Regions from separate parts of the Mus musculus genome. Here region 2 is linked to region 1. Evidence: chromatin contacts called from public HiChIP or PLAC-seq data. All regions are on one chromosome and are shown on one strand. Each heading gives the region's core, a stretch centred on a gene start, on an enhancer-like site or on the middle of the called end of the contact. The rest is flanking DNA. Distances are from core to core; before and after follow the strand shown.

Region 1 (4,514 bases), core at 1,313-3,812:
CTATTGCTATGATAAAATACCATAACCAAAAGAAATTTAGGGAGGGAACCCATGCAGGGCAGGAACCTGGAGGCAGGAGCTGATGCAGAGGCCATGGAGGAGTACTGCTTGATGGCTTGCTCCTCATGTCTTGCTCAGCCTGTTTTCTTATAGAACTCAGGACCACCAGCCCAGAGGCACCACCCACAATGATGGGTTTTTACTAAGTAGGAATGCTCACTAAGAAAATGCTATACAGCTGGATCTTATGGAGACTCCCTCTTCTCTGATGATTCCAACTTTTATCAAGTTGACATAAAATTAGGCAGTACAACTTCCTTTCCTGATCCTACCCCAGGCTCTTGCCACCTTCTGACTATCCTCCTGTCTAGAGCGCTTCCCAAATTCTTTCCTAGAAAGGTACCGTTACCATGTTCGCTGACAGGTGAAGACACGGAGCATGGGAAGCTTAAATACTTTGATGAGAATACAGCCAACTCTGGGGAGGCTGCTGGGTTGGGGGGAGGTCACATGACTCACAGCTCAGTCTTTGTCTGTCACCTTGGCAAAGCTAACTGGATGATAAATGAGCAGGTGGTCCATGACAGCCAGCCAGAGAAACAGGCCTAGGGACCAAAGAAATGACCTTTTTTTTTTTGTTTTACTTAATGAATAATAATAAGAGTTCAGATCAGCTGGTACCCTACACTAGCCTAGTGTGACAGGGGACCACCTAGGAGAGAAACTGGCATAGATAAAGCACAACTGAAAGGACAGAGAGACACTGTGTCCAATGACATGAGTCCATAGACCACGGCATGCCTGGAACCCACTGGCTGATCTTACTAAAGACTGCCTCTTCCTCTTAGGCTTAGTATCAAAGTAAGGCTGTGTGCTGACACAGTCACTCATTGATGCTTCAAAGTATGAATTCCCTAGCCAAGTCTTCTTGGCCAACATTTCCATTGATGACATAAGCTTCCCTTTTACTGTGTATCACAATAGTGTTATGTTGTTTATATGATTACTATTGCTTCTTGCCTCATCTATTAGAAGACTAATACATAGAGGGTGAGAACCTGCTTGTCTTCTTTAGTACCCTCTTTACCTGGTAGTGATGGTTAATCCTTATTTTCCTGTTGGCTGATTTAGACTCATTAGGAGATAGTGCTTAGTGTGTTAGTGGAACTGTGTCCAGAAAGGTTTTACTGCATAGGAAGGACCCATGTTAAGTAAGGGCAGCACTATCTCATGACTGGTCTCTTAAACTGGACAAAAAGGGACCACTGACAAAGGCAGGTGAGTGTCACAGTTCTTTCTCTCTTTATCCATAGAGATGTGATCAAGCATCTCATGACTCTGTCACCATAGCCTTGATCCACTCCTACTGTCAAAGCCTTCTCCACAATGATGGAATGTTCCCTCAAACTGAGCCAAAACAAGTCCTTCCTCCCTTAAGATGATTCTTGTCAGGTTTTTAGGCAGAGGGAAGAAAAATGTCTGATACCCGGTAGTATGTTATAGACACACTGTCAATGTCTGCTGACTGAATGAAAGCAGGTGTCACATAAGTAGGATAATCAAAAGCATTCCACTGTGACCCTCCAGATAGATCATGAATGTCTCTGGGATAAAAGGATGTCTAAGTCACTTTTAGTTTTCAAGTTTCTGGGCCTAGTACCCAACAGTCAGCAAAAAATATCTTATGGAGAGGATGGTGGTGGGATAGTATGTGATGGAGAACTGTTCACACTATGGTACACAGGAAGCAGAGGGTCTGGCAGGAACCAGAGGTTGGGTATAATAGTAACATGTCTGCGTCTAGTGACCTGATTCCTTCAGCTAGGGTCTGATTCTTAAAGGTTTCACAGCCTCCCAAATTGTGCCGTCACATGGGGGAAGAGGTGGACCAAAGCAGAGCCTGTGGGCTCACTTCAGCTCCAACCTATAACATGTACTTTGTCTATGGAGCTTACACAGAACTTCAGTCATATGAACTCACTTAACCACGAACTCACTTAAATGAAACTCCACAGGGCTGACATCGCAAAGGTCTGCTGTGTGTTAGATTATATTACGGCATGATGCCTGACACTGAAAACAATGCTGTACTATTTATGCTTTCCCTCAGCACTGGGTGAGGTAAATCACTTCCACTTACAAATCATTAAGATAAAGCCAAAAGCAAAAGAAAACTTTAGTAATTAAAACCAAAATTTCTCTGGCTACAGAGTATATATGGTGGTTTATCCACAAGGCTACTATCCACGGGACTTTAGCAGAAGCAGGAGGAGGCAGCTAGTACCTTCTGCCTCGGCTCTGGCATAGCCAGGTTCCTCCTGCAAGCTGTGTTTCTGGTTATGGTCACCGGCATCTCTGAAATATGGCAAATCAGGTCAATGTTGCTTCTTCATCTAAGAGCCCAGCGTTTGAGCAGTAGCTGGTGATGTGAAGACTTTAGCAGCAAGGGATGAGCGAAGCTCTTGGTGGACAAGGGGATCTGTTGGGAGTAGAGTGAGGTATTTGAGGTCAGGGCATCAACTGTGACAGGAATCATGTAGATATGACAGCTCTAAAACCCATGAATCTCTGGGTTTCACCTTCCTGTAGTCTTAATTTGCATACTTTGACTTTTAAGGGAAGAAACATCCTCAAAAGGATGTTTGTAAGATACTTCCTGTCTTGATACACTCTGAAAATTGTTTATTACTCTATTTTTGCTTTGAATTCATATTTTAAGAGTCTCTGAGAAACTTATAGGTTAAAGAAGAAAAAAAAGGCTAGAAATCCTACAGGATTATAGGTTAGGTTGGCTGCATACCAGGATCTGTTAGATCCCAGGCATCAGCTAGGAGCGTTGAGGAGATGCAGGGAAATAGTGTGAAGAAGGGCTAACTCTCTGGACTTGGCACTTTGTGGCTGATGCCCCAACAGGCAAAAGCTGTGGCTGTGGGTGGGCATGAAAGAGCTGACACTTGTCACAACAGCCCCTTTGAATCCAAGAAGCTCAAGTGCTTCATCGAAGAATCTCACCCACAAAACACCCCTGGAAGGTGTTAGAACATTCCATGTGCAGATGGTGAATGTGAGGTGGAGTAAACGTGTAAGGTGGAGATGCCAGAGGCACAGGCGGTGTGGAGACTCCTCCCAGCTCAATATGATGTCATGGGACAGAAGATCTTAAAGGGAACACACACACAGAAGAAGCATGCTAATACAACAACCCACATTCCGGAGCAATTAGCTCCAGCTATGGAGGGTCTATAGAACAGAAGGTAGATTCTATAGACCATGAGATGACACCATGGTCAGACTTCATGAGCGGAAAAAAAACCTTGAAATGATCTTAGACACACATTAAATCTGCTTTGTAGATCAAGGCTCACTACTTTTAAATCGCTGTTTCTTAGTGAAGTATTTTCTCCACAAACCTCAAATAAGAAATGAAAACAAAACAACCTGAAAATTAAAAGAAAATTAAAACAACTTATTGTCTATATAGATTAGCCTTGCTTCATTCTGTGACAATAGGTGGCTGATGCCTCCAAAGCATATTGTTTCTCTGTCAGTCTGTCTAATTCTGACAAGAAGTGCGTTCTTAGGGGGGGTCACTTTTAATATATATATACATACACCGTGCGCACCCGTGTGTGTATGCCTGTGTGTGTATACGTACATGTACAAGCATGCTTGTAGATATGTTGTGTGCATGGGGAGGCCAGAGAATAATCTTGGGTATTGTTACTCAGAAGTCATCTACTTTGTTCTTTGAAACAGAATTTCTCATTGTGATCTAGAGTTCAGAAATCAGGCTAGGCTCGCCTGCTAGCGAGTCTTGGAAATCTTCCTGTCTCTGCCTCCGTGGCAGCGGTAGAAGTGGATCCTACCCTGGCTGGCTTTTTATGTGATTGCTAAGAACTGAATGACACTCATGCATCAAGACCTTTGAGAACTGACCCTATATCCTCAGCCCTAACACATGAATGCACAATAAGCCTTGTTCAGTTTCTTTGTAGAATCTGGTTTGAAGCAGAGAGCCTATATATATTTAGTACACTGTATGCTTTGAGAGAGAAGAGGTCGGGGATAAGACATCTTCCTACATGTTCAGGACTGTATGGAAACTAACTTATAGAAGACTTGAAGAAGTTCTTCTGAAAGTCATCTATCATTCTTGGTGACCTTGAACAAGCCACTCAACCTGAGAGGTCTTTCTCATCTGTAAACTTGGGATTAACAGTACATATCTCGTGGGGCTGTCATAAGAGTGAAATAAAACCAAGTACTGAGTGTTTAGGAGACACTAAACAGGTACTGAAAATCCAGGCTGCTGAATGTGCTCAGAATTGGGGGTTGTCCATTCTAAACTTGGGCAAGACCACAGAATTGCAAAGACGCCTTATGTTCGTCTGTACCAAGTTTTACACAAAACATAGTTTCTTTCCAGAGAGATATTTTAAAAGATGCTGTATTATGTATGCCCGAGGAAAATAGGAAATGGTGGAGGATACACAGAAGGTCCTTAGAAATAAAAC
Region 2 (4,485 bases), core at 1,652-4,151, 140 kb after region 1:
AACTGGGGCAGCACTGCTGACTCCCTGCCACCTCTGACACCTATTTGTTTGCCACTGGTGTCCCCACTGTAGTGTGAGCTCTATGACAGCAGGATGACCATTACCTAAAATGACTCCTGGTAGCAATCTGGAATTCAACAAACACCCACTAGGTGTGCAGAAGCCATTCCCAAGGGTCTGGGCTAGCCCTTGCATCTCACCTGGCCACCTTTACATTGAATCCTACCAGTGAACTGCTACGACAGCCCAGGATGTGCTCTGAGCTTTGAAATGTGTCACTCTCTCAGCCTGAGATGGCTGTGCATTGCTCGGATTATAGCACTCGGCCTTTGAAGAGCCTCTCAAGAACCTCGTCTATTGGCAAATGTTTTCCCTGTCTCTGCTTCCGCCACAGCTTCATCAGTCGCATCACAGCTGTGACCATACTGTGCTCAATGACACTGTACCCTGCCCCAATCCTAAGATTCACACCATGACACTCATTTCTGACCCCCTATCAGCAATACTGACATAGAATAAGCACTTACATAGTAAAGAAATAAATGAACAAATTAGTGAAGTATGATGATAATCACTAATGCTGTCTCCTGATTAACATGTATCAGGTTATATTCCTAATTTCACGCTATCCAAATATGAACTGTGCATGAACATCCTTATAATACACTAATATATATGTATATGTATGTATATATGTGTATATGCAGTATACCAACATGTATACATATGTTTTATATGTATTTCATAATTCTATAAATGGATATCTTAACAGTAAAAATACATACCTATGCTTACCATTTTCACACTAGTTTACCGTATGATTTAATGGGGTTTTATATGTGTGTGTGTGTGTGTGTATTTGTGTGTAGTTTATGTATATGTGTATAGACCTGTGTGTGCCCCTATGCAGGCCAGAGAAGAACATAAAGTATGTGTCTTCCTTAATCAGTCTACACTTTATCTTTTAGAAAAGTTCTCTCATTGAGCCTAATGCTTGCCTTCTTGGCTAGGCTGTCTAGCCACCAAGCTTCCAGGGCCTGTGTCTACCTTCATAAACCCAGTGCCAAGATTATAGGTATACAAGAAAAATCCTGGCTTTTACATGGGTGCTAGGGGTTTGAAATTAGTCCCTCCTGGTTTCAAAGCAGGCATTCTTACCCATTGAGCTATCTCTCTAGTATAAGGACTTAATAATCTTCAAACTCAAAAAAAGAAAAAAAAAAAACCCTCAAAAGAAAAAATATACAACCCTTTTTCTTTTCTGTTTTATTGATGGGGATCCAGTATGAACCCCAGCAAGGGAAAACACTGTCATTTGAAGTAACATGGTTCTCTCTTTTTCACTCTTCTTCCTCTCACAGGTTAGCAAGTAGATGCTCTTTGATCTTGCAAAGCTGATCTCTCAAAACTGAGCTTCAACACAAGAGAATCGAAGCAAACCCTTCATGGAAAGAATGGACTAACCACGAATCCACAAACCCCATATAAGACTGATAAATACCCAGCATACCCCGCCCCCCATTTAGCTCACTAACATAACTACAACATCCAGTGGCTACAACTGAATGGGTAGATTGGATTGCACAGAGACGTGAATGGACACTTTCAGCTAACAGCTATGACAGGGAAGATGGAAATCAAAAGCCAAAGTTCCACTTGCCATCCAGGGGGTCTGATGGAGCCAAATCAATAGAGGTCTCTACTGCACTCAGCCACCAAAGTCAGAGGTAATCAGGAGCGCATCAGGAGCAAGCTCTTGAGAAGAGCTTGACTGCCTATCTTGGAAAGGAAAGTGCTGAATCCACCTCACAAACGTGCACAGGGTCAAGTGCCGGCACAAGAACTCTGACAACTGCCAAGCAGTATACAGATGCAAGGTACTGTTACAGCTCACTGATGAATAAACTTTCCTCTTTTCACCTTGGTGTAAAAGTGTACAGTTGTCCCCCATCCCTACAACACCGAAGAATACCTTGAAGTCACAGTGCAAAATGAGGGGCCACTGCATGCAAGGAGGGTGTTTTTCTAACTATTTCTATGTAATACACAGAGAAAACAGGCCAACAGTAGTCCAGCTTATCTGAACAATTAATTCTATGCAAGTCAGTCCTTCCTTGGCCAACATAACAGACATAACATTCTATTGGAAACAAAATATCATGAAAAGATTCCTTGTTGTGCCAACAATTAGCTTCTCAATTAGCTTTAACTGGATATACACTAATGGAGAAGACTGAAAGGAAATATTAAAACAATAAGCCTTTTCTTAAACCTGACACATTAAAAGCAATTAGAAACCCACTACTCCCATGTGATAATCATATAAGCGCTTCCCCTTGCTTGCCCACAGCATGCATTGGCTTCAGCTCATTACCTGGCGGAGATTTCCTCAAGCTCCTCCAATACTCACCCAAGGTTCAGGTGTTTGAGTTTCTGGAGGCTGCTGATCTGGGTAGGCAGTTCCTCGATCTGATTGTTGAAGAAGTTTAGTACCTCCAAGTTCTTCAGTTCCGCTACATTTGGTGGCACAGCTATAGGGATGGAGATGCAGCATGTGAATTCAAGGGGCAAAGGATGCTAGCCACACACTTCCCTATTGAACGCAAGTAAGGTCAAACCCCAGTGCTGTCCACATGCATTTTGTGGGTTTTCTTACTTTCATGGCTAAAAATTCTTGACCAGGTGGAACGGAAGTGTTTCCTCTTGTCTGATTAGATCAAACTACCTGGCAGGACTTGTTTCTGAGTTACAGAGGGGCTGAAAGCAGAAATGAGGAAGACATGAGACCCATGCTGTCAGCAGCCTCTCAGGAAGTGTTTCCTTTTGTCTGATTAGATCAAACTACCTGGCAGGACTTGTTTCTGAGGTACAGAGGGGCGGAAAGCAGAAATGAGGAAGACATGAGACCCATGCTGTCAGCAGCCTCTCAGGGAATAGAACACAGCACACACTTCCACACTACAAGCATAACAGCTGAAGTTATTTTCTTCCTTGTGGTTGCTTTGAACTGCCAGCCGAAGACAGCTAACCCCAATGAAGGAGGGTACACTCAAGTTCTTAAATGATCCCGTACCTGTGGAGCTGTCCTTGTTATCATTGAACTCAGTCGCAGCTAAAGCTTAAGTTGAAATAGTACAATACTCAGTGTTCCTCCTTTCTGATTTTTGTCCTTTTTGTTTTGACTCACACACACACACACACACACACATTAAATTAACAATTGATTAATACATTCTTACACAAAAATTCAAAGAGCCCACTCAGCAGCATGCTGTGAACAGAGTGTGCAGCTCACAGATGAAGATATCCGCTTGGGACCCGCAAGGCATCTCCTTACCTATAGTCTACCATTTGAATACAAGTTAAGAGCCTCAAAAGTAGAGCCAGCCCTCAGTATCTCTACATTGGAGGCAGAAATGTCGAATGAATTTGGGGTACACAAAATACGAGCAGCACTTTTTCCCCTTTCAAATGGAAGCGACATGGCAGTCCAAGGTGACCATCTAATCCACACATAAGCTGGGTTTCCTTATTATTAAATCACATCCAGAATTCTCAATCAACCAAAGATATTTACAGAAAATGGTGCATCTGTAATGACCTTATACAGCTGGCTCTTCTTGTCATTACTTCCTAGAGGATGCAGTTTAATGAGCATTTGCAAGCTATTAGATATTTTACACAATACAGCAGTGATTCAAAGGGCATGGAAAATGAGCATAGGATATGTGCATATAATGTGTCCTTTTATATAAAGGACTTGAGAATTTCTGGATTTTGGTAACCAGGGCTCCTCTAATCAACTCCCAATGACACTGAAGGACAAATGTTCCACTCCAAGTTGATAGCACAGGAGAGAGAAAGAGAGGGAGAGAGGGAGAGAGGGAGAGAGGGAGAGAGGGAGAGAGAGAGAGAGAGAGAGAGAGAGAGAGAGAGAGAGAGAGAGAGAGAGAGAGACTCTTCAATGTTTTGTCATTTATCTAGCCTACTTGCTATTTGATTTTCTATAAGCATGCATATGCAGCTTGCCCATGGTTCATGGAAACTGTAACACCCAAACTTTCCAGATCACTAGGAATAGCAATGCGGCCTTGTCCAGTATAAGCAAGTGGGCCACATCTTATATCAACATATTTCCTTCCCAGCCTGCAGTTCCCTCTTCTCCACCTGCCCCGAAGGCTGGGAAAGACACTCTGCTGGCCAGCATTACTGCTCTAGGTTAAGTCTAACTGCAGGATCAGGAGTGCTTGTACTTAGGACCCTTGCATAGCTCTATGAAAATTCTAAACATCTGAGATATGGAGCCAAACAGCCATCCCAAGACCGGCACGTGGTTACTCCCAGGAGAGATAAAGTAACGGAAAAGGGCCCAGTGTTATTGTTCACTCTGAGTCACCATTTTCAACACTGAGAAACACCCCAGGTATGGATGACCTAATTTCTTTAAAAGGGACTGCTTGGGACAAGGAAAAGAACATGCTTTCA

What was found. HiChIP or PLAC-seq counts read pairs in DNA pulled down with a chosen protein or histone mark.
Region 2: a contact with region 1 is called in an H3K27ac HiChIP or PLAC-seq map of thymic regulatory T cells, with 4 times the contacts expected there. The contact joins two enhancer-like sites. A contact is called at or near these places in 6 of 484 Hi-C or Micro-C datasets (the N1E-115 cell line, adipose-derived mesenchymal stem cells, bone marrow-derived dendritic cells and 3 more) and 3 of 115 datasets of contacts at active chromatin or transcription factors (cardiomyocytes, differentiating embryonic stem cells and thymic regulatory T cells).

What each region holds. Positions count from the first base shown.
Region 1 is chr2:13,085,424-13,089,937 of GRCm38.p6, forward strand. The region is part of intron 8 of Rsu1 (Ras suppressor protein 1); the gene reads right to left. Among named protein-coding and RNA genes, the nearest start is that of C1ql3, 77 kb to the left of the region's middle. Within about 2 kb of position 2,563, at least 5 of the 459 cell types and tissues checked have an H3K27ac peak or open chromatin away from gene starts, as enhancers often do. A contact at or near this core is called in thymic regulatory T cells, where this site is marked.
Region 2 is chr2:13,221,895-13,226,379 of GRCm38.p6, forward strand. Rsu1 (Ras suppressor protein 1) reads right to left here. Exons shown (of 9, transcript NM_009105.4): 4 at 2,411-2,531. Among named protein-coding and RNA genes, the nearest start is that of Rsu1, 47 kb to the right of the region's middle. Within about 2 kb of position 2,902, at least 35 of the 459 cell types and tissues checked have an H3K27ac peak or open chromatin away from gene starts, as enhancers often do. A contact at or near this core is called in thymic regulatory T cells, where this site is marked.